Linked DNA regions of Mus musculus: region 1 is linked to region 2. The links are chromatin contacts, called in public Hi-C maps. All regions are on one chromosome and are shown on one strand. Each heading gives the region's core, a stretch centred on a gene start, on an enhancer-like site or on the middle of the called end of the contact. The rest is flanking DNA. Distances are from core to core; before and after follow the strand shown.

The links. Hi-C and Micro-C count contacts between places; a contact is called where the count stands out from the background.
Region 1: a Hi-C map of the P5424 cell line shows a contact between it and region 2, with 2.1 times the contacts expected there. The contact joins two enhancer-like sites. A contact is called at or near these places in 1 of 39 promoter capture datasets (hippocampal neurons), 13 of 484 Hi-C or Micro-C datasets (the P5424 cell line, cerebellum, cerebral cortex and 8 more), 1 of 115 datasets of contacts at active chromatin or transcription factors (large pre-B cells) and 1 of 9 other capture datasets (embryonic stem cells).

What each region holds. Positions count from the first base shown.
Region 1 is chr14:121,754,861-121,762,704 of GRCm38.p6, forward strand. It overlaps a transcript of Dock9 not described here. Among named protein-coding and RNA genes, the nearest start is that of Dock9, 60 kb to the left of the region's middle. Within about 2 kb of position 1,436, at least 3 of the 459 cell types and tissues checked have an H3K27ac peak or open chromatin away from gene starts, as enhancers often do. A contact at or near this core is called in the P5424 cell line, where this site is marked.
Region 2 is chr14:121,442,108-121,449,426 of GRCm38.p6, forward strand. It overlaps Gm33299 (a long non-coding RNA gene), which reads right to left. Exons shown (of 3, transcript XR_383790.2): 3 at 2,550-2,608. Among named protein-coding and RNA genes, the nearest start is that of Gm33299, 11 kb to the right of the region's middle. Within about 2 kb of position 3,279, at least 26 of the 459 cell types and tissues checked have an H3K27ac peak or open chromatin away from gene starts, as enhancers often do. A contact at or near this core is called in the P5424 cell line, where this site is marked.

The sequences.
Region 1 (7,844 bases), core at 186-2,685, 310 kb after region 2:
CCCAAGACTGTGTTATTTACTGAAAGAACTGTTTCTAGCTGTGGTGTGGCTCAGCCCTTAGCACCACACCCTTAGTGCACACCTTTAACCCTAAACAATGGACGTAAAGTTAGCTTGTAGAAAGGAAGCACCCATATTTGAAAGTGATTCTATTTGAATGGCAGACAAAGTGGTGAATCAGAGAAAAATTTGACAGAATAGGATATGCCCAATTCTCACGGGAAGAGAGAAAAGAGAAGCTATTTAAGAGAGCACAGAGAGAGGGGGAAAAAAAGAAGGCATTTTTACCAGGAAAGCTGTACAGAGACAGGTCGCAGAGAGATAACAAGCCAGACAGAGGTGAAGACAGAGCAAGCCAGAGAATGAGAAGGAACCAGAAAATTAGAACATATTGCTGGGCTGGAGAGGTGGCTCAGCCGTTAAAGGCTAGGCTCACAACCAAAAATATAAGAACATACTGCCAAAACTAGTATGAATCCAAGCAGAGCAATTCAGGAGAGGCTGAGAAAGAGAAGCCAGATTGAATCAGTCATCTTAGAGGGGAGTTTGAACCAGAACCTCTGAGTTGAACCAGCCAACTAGAGATCAGAAAGAATAAGAAAGGGTAAGCTTTCAAAAGGCTAAAACATTCTAGACCTAGATTAGATTGTATGGCTGTTAGAAGCTTCCCGGACTAGACCTAGGTTAGCAGACAGAGGCAGTAAGGTTTTGAGACGACAATTAATACAGGAGAATAAAACTTAACTGATACAAAGACAGAACTCTAAAAGTCTTTATCCTATAGTTCACACGATCACCCATTACTTGTGGGTAGTAAATGATGTTACTGATAACCACAACTCATGGCAAGAAGAAAATATTTCTCGTGTCGTAACACTTAAAAGAGTCTTATTTTTAACTATCAACAAACTAAAACTTTGGGGCGGGGGGCGGGCTGCAATCTGTCACACTTTAGCTGATCAGTACTAATAAGCAGAGTCTATTCTCTGCAAAACGATGCCCTGGGGTCAACTATCCACTCTCCCAGTGTTGTGCTGTGACCAGCAGCACAGAGAAGCAGCTCATCTCTGTAAGCCTTCATCAAAGTAGAGGTTTCTACAAAACAGGAAACATGAGCCCACTCTTGGCAACAGACTCCATCTTCCCTGCTACTGCACCGTTCAGGGCACTGAACACCACCACTCGAGTTTGATGGCCAAATGCTGCTTGAACCACCCGTGCGGAGTTTTAAATTTCTGGATACTGGGATGCTTTAGGCTCTTGCTTGAGCCGTCCCTGATCCACCTCCTCATGGCACAGGACCCGTAAGAGGTGACACAGGAACCACAGGAGTGTCTACCTCTGACACAGGAAGTCTAATGACAAAAGACGGTCGTACCTGGGTCAGCTTAAAACTCCATGTACTGGACCCTAACCCCTGTTGTCATGGGGCTTGGACGGGGATTTGGATGGTGATGAGATCATGGGGATGGAGCCCTGGTAAGAACAAGGCCAAACATGGCACATGCCTATCATCCCAGCACTTAGAAGCCAGGAGCAGGAGGATCTAGAGTTCAGGTCATCCTGAGCGGCATGAGTTCCTATACAAAGGGAGTGGGGGGAGGGAAAGAGGGAGAGGGAAAGAGGGGAGGGGAGGGGGACAGAAAGCAGGAGAAATGTTTATGTATGTGTGTGTTCTATTCCCTTCCCTCTTCTAAGCTCTTCCCACCACGTGAAGCTACCATGATGAGAGGTGGCATATATAGCCAGGAAGCAGCACTTATAGACACTGATCTATAGGTACTTTGATCTTAGACTTCTGGCCAGCACAACTGTGATATGCATACGTTGTGATTAAGAAGTAAAAAGATGTTTGTTTAATCTCTCGGGCAATGGTATTATAGCAACCTAAATTAAGCTATGGTCAGAAAGAATAGGATGGCACACAGCTGTAATTCCAGTACTGGGAGGTCGAGGCCCAACCTGGGCTACATAGCAAGAAAGAACATCAACAACAACAACAACAAAAACTGCCAACATTGTTGAGATTTGAGTGAAAAATAAAAAACAAAATTTCCAAAATTACCTTGGTACTGGTTTTCTGAGACACGAAGGGCACCACGTAAGAAATGTACACATTTTAGGAGAATGTGCACATGGAGACTGTGGTGGCTTGAATGAAAATGGCCTTCACAGGCCCAGAGGTTTGAATGTTTGGTCCCAAAATGGAGGAAATGTTTGGGAATGACTAGGAGGGTAGGGCTTGTCGGAGGAGGTGTGACATGGCAGGCCATCTTCCCCAGTTAGTGCCTTCTCTGTTTCCTACTGTCTGTTCCCACCCCCAGCCCTACTCTCCCCCCTCCCCCCCCCCCCCCCCCCCGAGACTTAGAACTCTCAGCTCCTCCTGTACCATGCCTGCCTGGATGCTGCCATGTTCCCAACTTGATGATGATTGACTGAACCTCTGAACCTGTAAGCCATCCCCAATTAAATGTTGTCCTGGTTGTGGTGTCTGCTCACAGCAGTAAAACTCTCAGTAAGACACTCCTTTGGTCACAGTGTCTCCTCATAGCCAACAGGAAAGTAACTAAGACAGAGATTATGTGAATAAAGCAATTCCTCCTCAAAATTCAACCTAAATATCACACCAGACATCTGGGAACAGCACAAACTGTTCATGGATTCTACAAAATCTAGGCAGCCCCTGAAAACATTTCCAACCTCTGCTCTCAAGCAGATAGAGGAGACACAGAGGCAAGGCAGAAACGGTGGAAGGAAGACCAGAGAAGAAAGGAAGGATTCAAAACTGAAAATGTCCTGGCTCCAGCTCTCCCCAGGATGCCCAAAGCATGTCTTAGTGAGCAATAAGACCAAAGATCTCTTTATCCTTCTATACAAACAAGATGAAAACTGGCTCAGTAACCCACACAAAACTCTGAAGTTGATTTTTCTGAATGCTAGTAACTCTATTAATACCCACAGTGGGCCCTGCAGAACCCCTTACCCGCAGATGTCTGACTCACCAGTTAACAAAGCATAGCCATGTAGAGTGGAGGAGCTCTGTACAAGTGGCCAGAGATGAAATGGAAACTTAAGTCTTCTTTGGAAAGTCAGTGTGTTAGATGGCAAACACATGAAGGAGCATTTCACTGAAGCAGACACAGGTGAAAGGATATCCTGCTAATGCAAGCACGTGAAAGGACTCATGATGAAGGATTCCTCACTAACAACACACATGTATGGGTCCACCTTACACCTTGTAGTTGAGGTGCATTTGTTGGGACTCCTTAGAGGGAAATGCACCAAAAAACTTCTGGTTGTGTGCTGTGACTTCTTGCCACTTCTGTAGACTTGGGCTGACTGGCAGAGTGATGTCAGTTGAGACTGACTCACATGAAGTTTTGTTAAGAGAGACTCTGGTGCTAAGGCAAGACATGTGGTAAAGCAAGACATGTGGAGGGCATGTGATGTTTGGCGGGAGTATGAATAGGACTCAACGGACTGGCAGAAGGGCTTGGCTTGCTTGTAGAGCTAGCTGTGCAATGCTTGTTGGTCTAGAGTCTTTGCTGATCTTTGCTTGGCTGAGAGAGGCACAGCTGAGAACTTCTCCTATCGTCCCTGCAGGTCCAAATCCCTCCTGATGACTCGTGCAGATTTGTCTGAGGCCTGGCTGTCTCTGCTAGGTTGTGCCACCGCTGCTGATTCATGTTTGCAGTCCTGACTCTACTCAACTGGACTACCGATATATCTGTGAAGTGTTTTCAAGTGGATTGGGCTGCTGCTGCTGCTGCTGCTGCTGCTGCTGACCTGTGAACTGAACTGCTGATTTCCTGACAGCTCAGATGGTATTTGTTCCAAAAAACAATCTCTATACGGGTCCACTTTTCCCGTATAGAAAAATCTTTCTTTTCCACTACCCCTGGTGGGTGATGGGCTAGAAGGGAGGTTAAAGCATTTAAAAGTCATCATTAAAAGTAGGCTTTGAAAAAATTAAAGCTACAAAGAACACCTCCAAAGAGAGTAGAGGAGGCACACAGGAGAGCAGCAGACTGTCAGCTCCCGTTCCACCAGTACACAGCTGCACACCTCAACCCTAATCCTCTATAGCACCCCCCACCCTGTACTTTTGTTGTCTATGGGTTTTCTTTTTATTATTTTATGTGTGTGTGTGTGTGTGTGTGTTGCCTGCATGTATACATGTGTGCCATAGAGGTCAGAAGAGATGGCAGTTCCCCTGGAACTGGAGTGATAATAGTGGTGAGCTACCACTTTAGTGCTGGGAACCAAACTTGAGTCTCTCTGCAGAAAGGACAGGTACTCTGTTTCCTGTTTAATTTTTACACCCATACACACACCCTTTATGTGTGGGTGTTTGCCTATAGGAATGCCTGTGAACCACATGTATGCCTCGTACCCAAGGAGGCCAGAAGGGGAAATTAGATCCACAAAAATTGGAGTTATAGATAGATGGTTATGAGAACCCATTTAGGTGTTAAGACTCAACCCTAGGGTCACTAGAACAACAGCCAGAGCTCCTAACCTCTGAGCCATCTCTCTATCCCAAAGCTTTTTGGGGGGGAGGCTGCAGGGGAAGCAGGGAGGTCCAGACAAAGTCTCACTGCATAGTCCAGACCGACCTCAAGCTTGCAATCCTCCTGCCTCAGCCTCCCAAATGCTAAGGCGAAGGAAGGCATTTCCACCAGCATGTTCTTCTCTCCTGAGGAGAGGATCACAAGGTAAAAATGAACCCCACTGCCTGAACGAACCTTCCCCAAAGGGGAACAGCCAGAACTCGTGGATGTTGCTTTGCTGCACGGGATCTGGAGGTAAGATCATACCATGGTGGCCCTAAATCCAATAATGAGTGCTTAATAAGAGACAGAAGAAAGAAGAGGCTTCTAGAAAATTCTTACTGCTACAAAGTTTCCAGTTTTAGTCATATTGATCTTTGCATTTGTTTCCAAATGTGATAGCTCAGAGCAATAAAAATGCATTTTTACTACATTTCTTTATTGGAGCGGGCCTGCATGTGGAGATCAAAGGGCAACTTATAATAGTAGGGTCTTCCTGCACAGGATCAAACTCAGGTCAAGTATGGTGGCAAGTATGTTTACCCCCTAAGCCATCTCTCACCAGTACACAAAATGTTTTCTTGTAGGCCAGAAGTCTAAAATCTAGCCGGACTGTGCTCCCTCCATGGGATCAAGAACCCTTCCTTGACTCTTCTGTCTTTGGTGGTATCTTTGGCTTATGGCTGTCTCATTCAAATCTCCGTGCCTATTTTAGCCAATAAATTCTAACGAGTTGCAAATCAGGGGTATTATCTCCATCCTGCACAGGCACAAGAATTAACGCACGACATCAGGCAGAAAGATGTGCTGTGAGAGCATCTCCTGACACTCCTCCTAACGGTGTCGTCTTCTGCCTATACTGCAACACACATGAAGGCCAAGGATCCTCCTTTACCTTCCACAGAGAGTAGTTTGCCTCCCCTCGGTCCCGCTGGACAGTTGTCCCTCTAACTACTAAATGGCAACCATGAGTCCCAGTGGACCTCCGTGTCTACAACGATGGCTCCGATACCAACAGAGACAAGGCAGGCTTAAGGGGCAGCGACTGAGCTCGGGATTGCTGGTGACATCTCCTTTCCTGCCATCCCACCCCTGCACCATCCACTATAGCTTATGTGTTGGTGCCTCTCGTGGTCACATCCTTTCCCTTGCACATCTGGTGAGGAGTGAGGGCAGTGACCCCCATCAAAGAGGAAGGAACTGGAAAATATTATTAAACATGACTGAAATACATTCACAAAATGAGTTCCTATTCCCCAAGCATTTACATTTTTAGGTGTTTTACTTTCAACTATTAGAACTGCCAACTGACACAGTTAGCTCAAATGCCCACTGACATCAGATGCAAAGCTTTATATATTCAATCATATCCAAAATGGACTAAATGAGCTTATTAATAGCCATTTAGCCACCTTCACATAACCCTGTGAGACTTCAACCTGACAGCTGTTACCCTCTGAGGAGATGGGTCCCTGTAAGACCTCGAGGAGCATGGCCTTCTGTGTCCTCCAACCAAGACTCATCAGTCAGGCAAGGGACGGCCCCCTTACCCTTCATTCCTTCACTGGTCTCAGACAGTGAGAAACATCTTCTCTCCGGCCACCTCATGCCAGCACTGTCCAACAAAGCCTACATGTCACCGTCTCTTCCCTTCACCAGTCCCAAACCCTTGAACCTGCCACAGTCACCTCAACAGCCCTTTAGGCAAAGGGAAAAAAGGGGATGAAATTATCATGGGTATTTCTCTTGCCTTGGGGGGGAAAAGTCCCTTAAAGTGACCTGAAGATAGCCGACCCTCAGAGAAAAGCTCCAAGATGCCTGGGCCCTGTGGAGACTGCAGCCAAGTGCTCTGTCCACATCCCAGACACCCTCCTGACACCCGGCTCCAGGCCAGCAGGCCCAGGCAGAAGGGGTACTCTGTGATATTTTCCCAGTCTTCCACTCTGGGGTGTGAACCCTGCTGGCTTTCCATAATTTAGCATGCAGAGCCCAGCAGCTAAGGGTTTAAGGTAAGGAGGAAAGGGGCAGATAGCCAGGTGTACTGAGGGGAACCCAAAATAAGGCTGACTGACACACCTGAAACTCCAGTGGAAGAGGCCGGAGGACCAGAAGCTCAAGCCTAGCCTGGGCTACATAATGAGTTTCGGGCTAGCCTGGGCCACATAAGATCCTGTCTCAAGAAAACAAACAAAAAAACAAAAATAGTGTAACTATTTTGATCATCTATATCCTTACCCAACACCAATGGTAAGGAAAGGGGGTTTAAAAAACATCCCCAAAAATTACAGGGTTAAATAGTGTGTGATCAAAGAAGAGGAGGTCGATTCCTTCACAGTGAATCATCTTGGCCACAAGCCTTCCCATGCAGCCCCTCCCTCTCGTCCTCCCCTTTGAACCTCCAAGACAGCATGCAGGTGATGCCATATGGCCCTATTGCCTTCTATCTATGCCATTATTACAGCTGAAACAATACTAGTGTGACCCTCCTTCTCCTCAGGCCCTAGAAGAGCACCTCACACAAAGCCTGGCGCCAGAGGCCTCCAATAAATGTTGGCTGAAAGAATGACTGTGAACTCACTTACCACTGACATTTAATTACCATGTAAGCCAATTGTGAGTCTTACTTATAGGACAGATTACCGTGGCCATAAAGTCATCTGCCAACAATAGCTCCGGGAGCCCCGAGCATAACAAAGCATGTTCGACTGCTCATGCAACATTGCACAGCTTTATAGCTGGGAAGTCAGGGCCAACCCTGAGTACTGATAAACAAACCACGCTTACACAGGATGACACTGAGCAGAGCCATCAGCCAGGGCGGCTGCACTCAAGTCTCCTAGAACCACCAAGCCAAGAACCTTCAGGCCATTCAGCAGCAGCCAGCTGATATTGTTCATGTCTGATCCGAAGAGCAGCCATCAGGATGTCAGAATCGCAGGTCTTCCTAAAGCTGCGCTATCGGGTTGCCTAGCAACCACAAATGCTGCCCCAACTGGCTACCATCCTCAGCTGGGCTCCATCCATTTAGGACGATGTCAACTAGAAAACCAACACTGGCTTCCTGGCTGTATGTGGTTTTACATGTCTGTAATCCCAGCAGACAGGAGGATCAGGTGTTCAAGGTCACAGCTTTAAAGCCAAGTTCAAGGCCAGTGTAAAGCTACCTGAGACCTTTCTAGGGAGGGAGCAGAGGGAGGAAGAAGGGGAGGGAAGAAGAGAAGGAAGGGGTTAGAGGGCAGGGAGGTATAGAATAAGGAAGGAGGTTTTGGTTTTGTTTTGTTTAAGATTTACTTC
Region 2 (7,319 bases), core at 2,029-4,528:
AGACCAAGGTCATGTCTCCCTGTTACACTTAGCTGGCAGTTGTGTGTGTTCATTAAGGAAGACTTGAATGCCTGACCTCAGGCTTCTGTCTATTAATACTGCCCCACCCTCGAATTTTCAGAGTCTTCCACCAGCACTGTGAAATTGGGCCGGCTAATCTAGTGTCCAAGATGAATAAAAATCCTAATACGTCACAATCCTTGACTTTATAGAATAAGCTCTCCTTGATTTTTTTTTTTTTTTGGCAAAAGATTATTTGTTTATTTATTTATTTAAAAAACAAACAAACAAACAAACCAATGAGTAGGAACCAGGCATAGTGACTCATGCCTTTATTCCCAGCATTCTGAGGTGAGGCAGGTGGATTCCTGAGTTCTAGGCCAACCTGGTCTATGCTGTGAGCTCCAGGATATCTAGGACTATGTAGAGAGACCCTGTTTGGAAAACAACGAAACCATTATGACAGCTCAATGCCCATGGAATCCAGAAGAGGGTGTCAGAGGCCATGGAGCAGGAGAGAGGCTGCTGTGAGCCACCCACTTGGGTGCCTGGGTGCTAGGAACCGAACTCTGGTCCTCTGCAGGAACACTGTGATCTCAACTACTGGGCCATCTCTTCAGCCTGTGGTGCCCCTCTTTTTTTTTTATTTTTTTTTATTTTTTATTATTATTAAGAGTTTCCCTAGTTGTTCTTTTGCTTTGTTTTGTTTTGTTTTTCGAGACAGGGTTTCTCTGTATAGCCCTGGCTGTCCTGGAACTCACTTTGTAGACCAGGCTGGCCTCGAACTCAGGAATCTGCCTGCCACTGCCTCCCGAGTGCTGGGATTAAAAGCATGCAACACCACGCCCGGCTTCCCTAGTATTTTTATCTGTTCATTTGTTCATGTAAATTTAGAATTTCTAAAACAAAGTCCTTCAGCAAATCAGGAAAGCCTTGCAGGATATGTCCCTGCCCTGTGTTAACTTTACACATGGATGTACTGAGTCCATCCACCTTGACCAAGGCTTCCTTTTAAACTTATTCTTTAATTTCATAATCTACGTCCTTCCCGAGTTACACTTGAGTGTAAAAAGCGCACCCTCCTAAATGCACACCTTAGATTTTCTTTAAAATAAGTGGCGAGAAAACCCCTTTGAGACTAGGGCGCAGAGCAGAGTGTGCGCATGTGCTCTATCGGTAATCCACACGCTCTATGGGAAGAATGAGTTACTGACCATGGGGCAGGCAGCATGTGTTCAGTGCTGGGAGCCATCGGTGTCATAATCACCTCTTTTGTGTAATCAGGAGCCTTCACTTCACCTGGTCTTCAAAAATCCCAATTCCAAGCACCCTAATTTATGGGAAACCCGAGATAATTCTCATATCGCAGAAATACGATTCACTGGACACCTTCTGAATGTGGATTCATTAATTTGACTAATGTGGTTATTATCAACTATAAATAAAGTCTTCACCCTCAAACTTATCTTTTAATTGAAAAATCTTTTCATGTTTCTCACTGAGGTCATTACCTAATTATTAACTTTTTTTTCTTTTTAACAACAGAATGAGATCCAAAGCCCCGATTACTCAGAGAGGGATCAGAATGAATGGTTTTGTTCTAGATCAGAACTATTATGATAATTCCATGTCCTCTGTCCTTGAAAGTGTTCGCTTCGGAGATTACCCCTGGGGGAGGTGGCTGCAGTCCCTGGCTGTACTGCAATTCAGTATTTGTTTCATTGTAAGCTATTTTTTTCTAATTTTCAGTTTCTCATTTTAATATTAAACATCTTGCAGTTTAAGCCATAATGTAACAAAACATTTCAATGATTTTATGACAATCTGCTAGCCCTTATTTTTAATATTTTGTACGTATTTGTGCATGTGTGTGCGTGCTGTGTGTGTCTCTGTGTATGTCTCTGTGTGTGAGTATATTATGTGCCTGTCTCTTTGTGTATATATATGTGTGTGTTAATGTATGTGTGTGCATGTGTGTCTGTGTTTGTGTAAGTATATATATTATGTGTCACTGTGTATGAATATATTATGTGTTTCTCTATGTGTCTATGTGTGTATATATATGTGTGAGTGCATGTGTATATGCGTGTGTGTGTGTGTGTGAGAGAGAGAGAGAGAGAGAGAGAGAGAGAGACAGACAGACAGACAGACAGACAGAGAGACAGAGAACTGTTTCTCTTAGTTCTCTCCACCATAATGGGTACTGGGGGTGAGATTCAGGTTATCAAGTTCAATGGCAAGCACCTTCACCTACTGAGCCATCTCACTAGAGTGTTTCTACTTACTCATCTGTTCCTTCCTCTTTCCCTCCCTCCATCCCTCCTTCCTTTCCTCTCTTCCTCCTTCCCTTCCTTCTTCCCTTCCTCCCTCCTTCCCTCCCTCCCTTCCTTCCTTCCTCCCTTCCTCCCTCCCTCCCTCCCTCCCTCCCTCCCTTCCTTCCTTCCTTCCTTCCTTCCTTCTTTCCTTGTCTTTCTCTGTAGTTTAGGCTAGCCTGGGACTCCCAGCAACCCTCTCACCTCAGCCTCCCAAATGCTGGGATTGCAGGTGTGTGCCTCCATCCACAGGTTCATTTGTTTTCAAAGTGTACATCCACATCACAGAAGGAGAGCTGCAGTTAAAGAGGAGCCACTTGGCAGGGCAACTAGAGACAAGAGCAAGGGCCCTGCCTGGTCCCCATGGGCCTCACAGAGAGAGAAGCCATGGTTTTCAATCTCTATCCAGCTCTTCTCTCAGTTCAACCATCGAAAGAAAACAGCTTCTACTGTGGTTCCTTAAGATTATTCTAAGCAGCTGGGCTGGGCTGGGCATGAATTTCGATCCCAGCGTTCAGGAAGCAGAAGCAGGTGGGTCTCTGTGAGTTTGAGACCAGTCTGGTCTACAGAGGAAGTTCCAGGACAGCCAGGGATACACATTTTGAGACCCTGTCTCAAAACAACAGGAAGATTGTTCTGAGGGGAGAGTATTATGGTTAACTGTATTCTATGAGTCTTTATACTCACAGCCCTCAACCCTCATCAAAGAAGTCTCCCTTTGCAGCAGACGGAGGTCATTACAGAAAGCCACAACTGGTCAGAAAGCAATTGTGGGGCATCCAGCCCCGATGGACATGGACATCACTCCTGTACTGTTGTAACCCCTGAATTACAGATACTAGAGAGACTTCAGGGTTGTATAGACAGTTTGCCTTCCTGTTCCCCGCCAGAGGCTCCCATCCTCCCTCCAGCCCTCAGCAAGCACAATATGCAGACAGCTGGTTTCTGTGCTGTGCTGTGCCCTTCTGGAGCAGCCCTGGGGCTCCCCTCCGCCCCGCCCCCTAGCGTTAGAATGGCGTTCAACACTCCTGCTGAGAAGCAGCAAAACTCCAGGTGCCTGTCCTTGAGACCTTAGAGAAAAAACAAACGCAAGGGAAACCATGGAAAAAGTAAAAGGTAAACAGAGGTCAGGTCACAGACAGTTACGACTGGCCATAAAATTAGTCCTTGAACAGACACCCATTTAGCCCCCCCTCCCGCTTCAGTATTATTCCACCCTCTACTCCCCCTTTCTGTGAATATTCACACTGTTCCTATACTGTATATAAACCCAATGATTTCTGGACTCAGGGTCGCTTGTCAGCGTTCACCCAGTGAGTGCTAGGTGGGTAAACCGAGTTTGAACTTGAAATTATAAAAGACTCTTTTGCACGTTGCAGTGGACTTCGCAATTCTTGGGTTAGTCTGGGTTTCCCATGGATTCAGGGCACAACATCTGGGATGTCCAAACGGGATTCCCCAGGACCTAAGGCCAGGGAACATAGAGGAAGAGGGGCACAAAGACTGTAGGAGTCAGAGTCTGAGAGATGACCAGGAAGAGATGGTCAGGAAGCGTCGCGATGTCACAACAATATGGTTGAACAAGACATGAATAAACACAACACTAATAATCATGCCAACGTGGAGAGGGAATCTCCAGGGGCCCCAACCTACAAAGAACTGCAGGTGACTACTGAGAGACAGACAGCCTTCCCCAGGGATAGGTTCCCTAATTGGCTACCCAATATTAAGTGGCCAGCCCTGACATCACCTCCGTACAAGCAACAGTAAACAGACACAGCAGGTTGTATTTACATATTTAAGTACATATATGCAATAATAATCAATGAAAAAGAGGCCATGGGTTTTAAAGGAAGTAAAGGGGGCTGTAGTAACTTGAATAATAATGGGGTCTCTGCCGGGCGTGGTGTCGCACACCTTTAATCCCAGCACTCGGAGGCAGAGGCAGGCGGATTTCTGAGTTTGAGGTCAGCCTGGTGTACAGAGTGAGTGCCAGGACAGCCAGGGCTACACAGAGAAACCCTGTCTCAAAAAAAAAAAAAAAAAAAAAAAGGCTCCCTATGCTCATAGATTTGAATGCCTGGTCTTTAGGGAGAGACAATTTGTAACAGGGCTTAGGTGGTGTGGCCTGTTAGAAAAAGTGTATCACTGCGGGTGGGCTTTGAGGTTGTAAATGCTCAAGCCAGGCCCAGTGTCTCTCTTTCTTGCTATCTGCTGATCTGGATGTAGCTCCTTCTCCAGCACCATGTCTGCCTGCACAGTGCCATGCTTCCTGCCATGGCGACGATGACGATGATGGACTGAGCCTCTGAACTGTAAAACAGCCCCAATTAAATGTTCTTTATAAGATTTGCTGCGGCCATCGCATCTCTTGACAGCCATAGAACACGGACTGAGAGAGGGGCACAGGAGGGGTTGGAGGGAGAGGACCGGCGAGGGAAAGGAAAGATGTTTTTACTGTATTCTAATTAAAATAAAACATTATTTCAAGGGGAAAAAAAGAGAATTGTTTTAACCCAGAAACCAAGAGCTAGCTAACTTCAGCTGCTTAGCAGGATAAGAAACCTAAAGAACAGGGTTATCTGGAAGGAAGCGGTCCCAGGACAGTGTGTGATCTGAGGTGCTGGAGAGATAGCGCAGGCTACCGTGCATTCCATGGGGGAGATCAGTGGTTCTCCGTCCTCCTCAGCACTGCCCTCACCACGGTTGCTCTCCTTAGTTCTACAGCCTCTGGCAGTCTGGAGAACCGGTAGCTGCTATCCTGGGATAAAATGTGTCAGTACACAGTAGCTCTCTGGCTAGGACCTGTGCCCCTCGTGCTGATTGGCTAGGAACTGTACCCCTCCCGCTGATTGGCTGGGACCTGTACCCCTCCCACTGATTGGCTAGGATCTGTACCCCTCCCGCTGATTGGCTCTTTCAGGCCCCTTCTCTTTCTGGAGCATCCTGAGTTTCCCAGGTTGCAGTTTAGCAGGTTGCAGCAATGCCATATAACCTGTGGTACTGGTGGCTCTGTACTTCCTGTGGCCTCTCTATGTCTACCCTCCCGGCTCCAGCTGTCTGGCTTCTGTCCCAGGAGGCGAGCTTGCCTGAACTGACCAAGGAGCCCCTTGTTCTCTGGTTTCCTGCTGACTTCAGCTAACAGGAGACAGGGGAGACCTTAGAGGTGGATACCTTTCCAGATGCCTTGAGTTAGCCAGTTGCCTTCACTAAAGACATCACCTGACCTCTGTCAGTGACCACTCCAAATCCCATGCATTAGTCAGGGTTCTATGGAGAAACAACTGATAGAATGAATGAAAAATATGGAATGTATTAGAGTGGCTTACGAGCTGTGGTCTGTCTGTTCCAACAATGGCTGTCTCTCATCAGAAAGTCTAAGAATCCAATAGTTGTTTGGATGATGAGGCTGTCTGTCTCAGCTGGTCTTCAGTATACACCAGAATCCTAGGGATGTAGGCTCTAATACCAGTGAAGGGATGGATTTACCAGTGACAGAGAGGGCAAGCAGGTGGGGAGTAAGCACTTGCTTCCCCCGTGTTCTTCATGTAGGCTGCTACTAGAAAGTGTGGCCCACATTCAAGGTGGGTTTTCCTGCCTCACGTGATCCAATCAAGAAAAGAATCCCTCACAGGTGCACCCAGCAGCTTGGGTTCATGTTAATCTCAGATGAGTCAGGATGACAGCCAGCACACTGGACCCACACCACCAAGGGGAGAGCCTTCCTAAGGCACACTTGCTCCGGCAGCTCCAGTGGTGTCCTTCTGGTTCTGCAATGCAATGCTATTCTGTCACCTCCTTAACGAAGGCACCTAGAGATGGTGACTGGGCTCTTGGCCTCAGCTCCCAAACACAAGCAGGCAAAGAACAGTCTCAGACATTTGAGGAAATGTTCTGTCTGGATAAATACTAGGAACAAGCACATCAGAGAAGATTTTTAAAAGCGGCTTGGGGAAACAATGTATACTGGAAGAAAGATATAAAAATTTTAGTATCAGGGCTGGAGAGAGAGAGCACTGACTGCTCTTCCAGAGTCCTGAGTTCAATTCCCAGCAACCACATGGTGGCTCACAACCATCTGTAATGGATCTGATGCCCTCTTCTGGTGTGTCTGAAGACAGTGACTATACACACACACACACACACACACACACATATATATATACATATATATATATATATATACATATACCTACATATACATATATTTGATGCTGTGATCATAAAATATAGCTGGGCCATATTCATTATAGTATATTCATTATAGTATTGTAATGAGTAATGATTTAGATTAATGTATTGTGTAGGTGTTTTCTTTCTCTCTTTCTTTTTTCGAGACAGGATCCTGATATATCACTCTGAATGGTCTGCAACTCATTTTGTAGCCCAGGCTGGCCTTGAACTTGAGATCTTCTTGCCTCTGTCTCTCAAATACCTAAAATATCCATTCCTGTCTGTCTGTCTGCCTGTCTGTCTACCCATTCATTTATCTATCTCAGGTTTCATAGACCAGGCTAGCCTCAAATTAGATATATAGATGGGGATGACCTTACCCCTGCTCTTCCTGCCAGGATAAGAGCCTCCGAGGCTGGTCAGGGAGACCAGGAAGGGACGGGGTAAGAGTATCTGAGGCTGGCCAGGGAGTGCCAACACTGAACTAAGAGTTCTGTGGCGAGCGGGGAAACAGAAGGCAGGAGACTAAACGAAACATTCATTACAATCTCTGATAGTCAAAGAACATGTGTTCTCAATTTGCAAGTCTCCATGAACATCCCGCACAACAGATAAAAATGATACACCAGACAGATCACAGTGAACTCTCAAATTACAGGTTGAGTGTCCCTAACCCAAATCCTCAAATCTATAATGCTTAATTATCTGAAAGTTCTTGACTGCTGGTATAAGGCTGCAAGTGGGAAATCCTACACCTGACCTTATGGGGCAGATGGTAGTCAAAATACACAATATAAAAATTATTGTCTAAAATGACTTCCAGGGACTGCACAT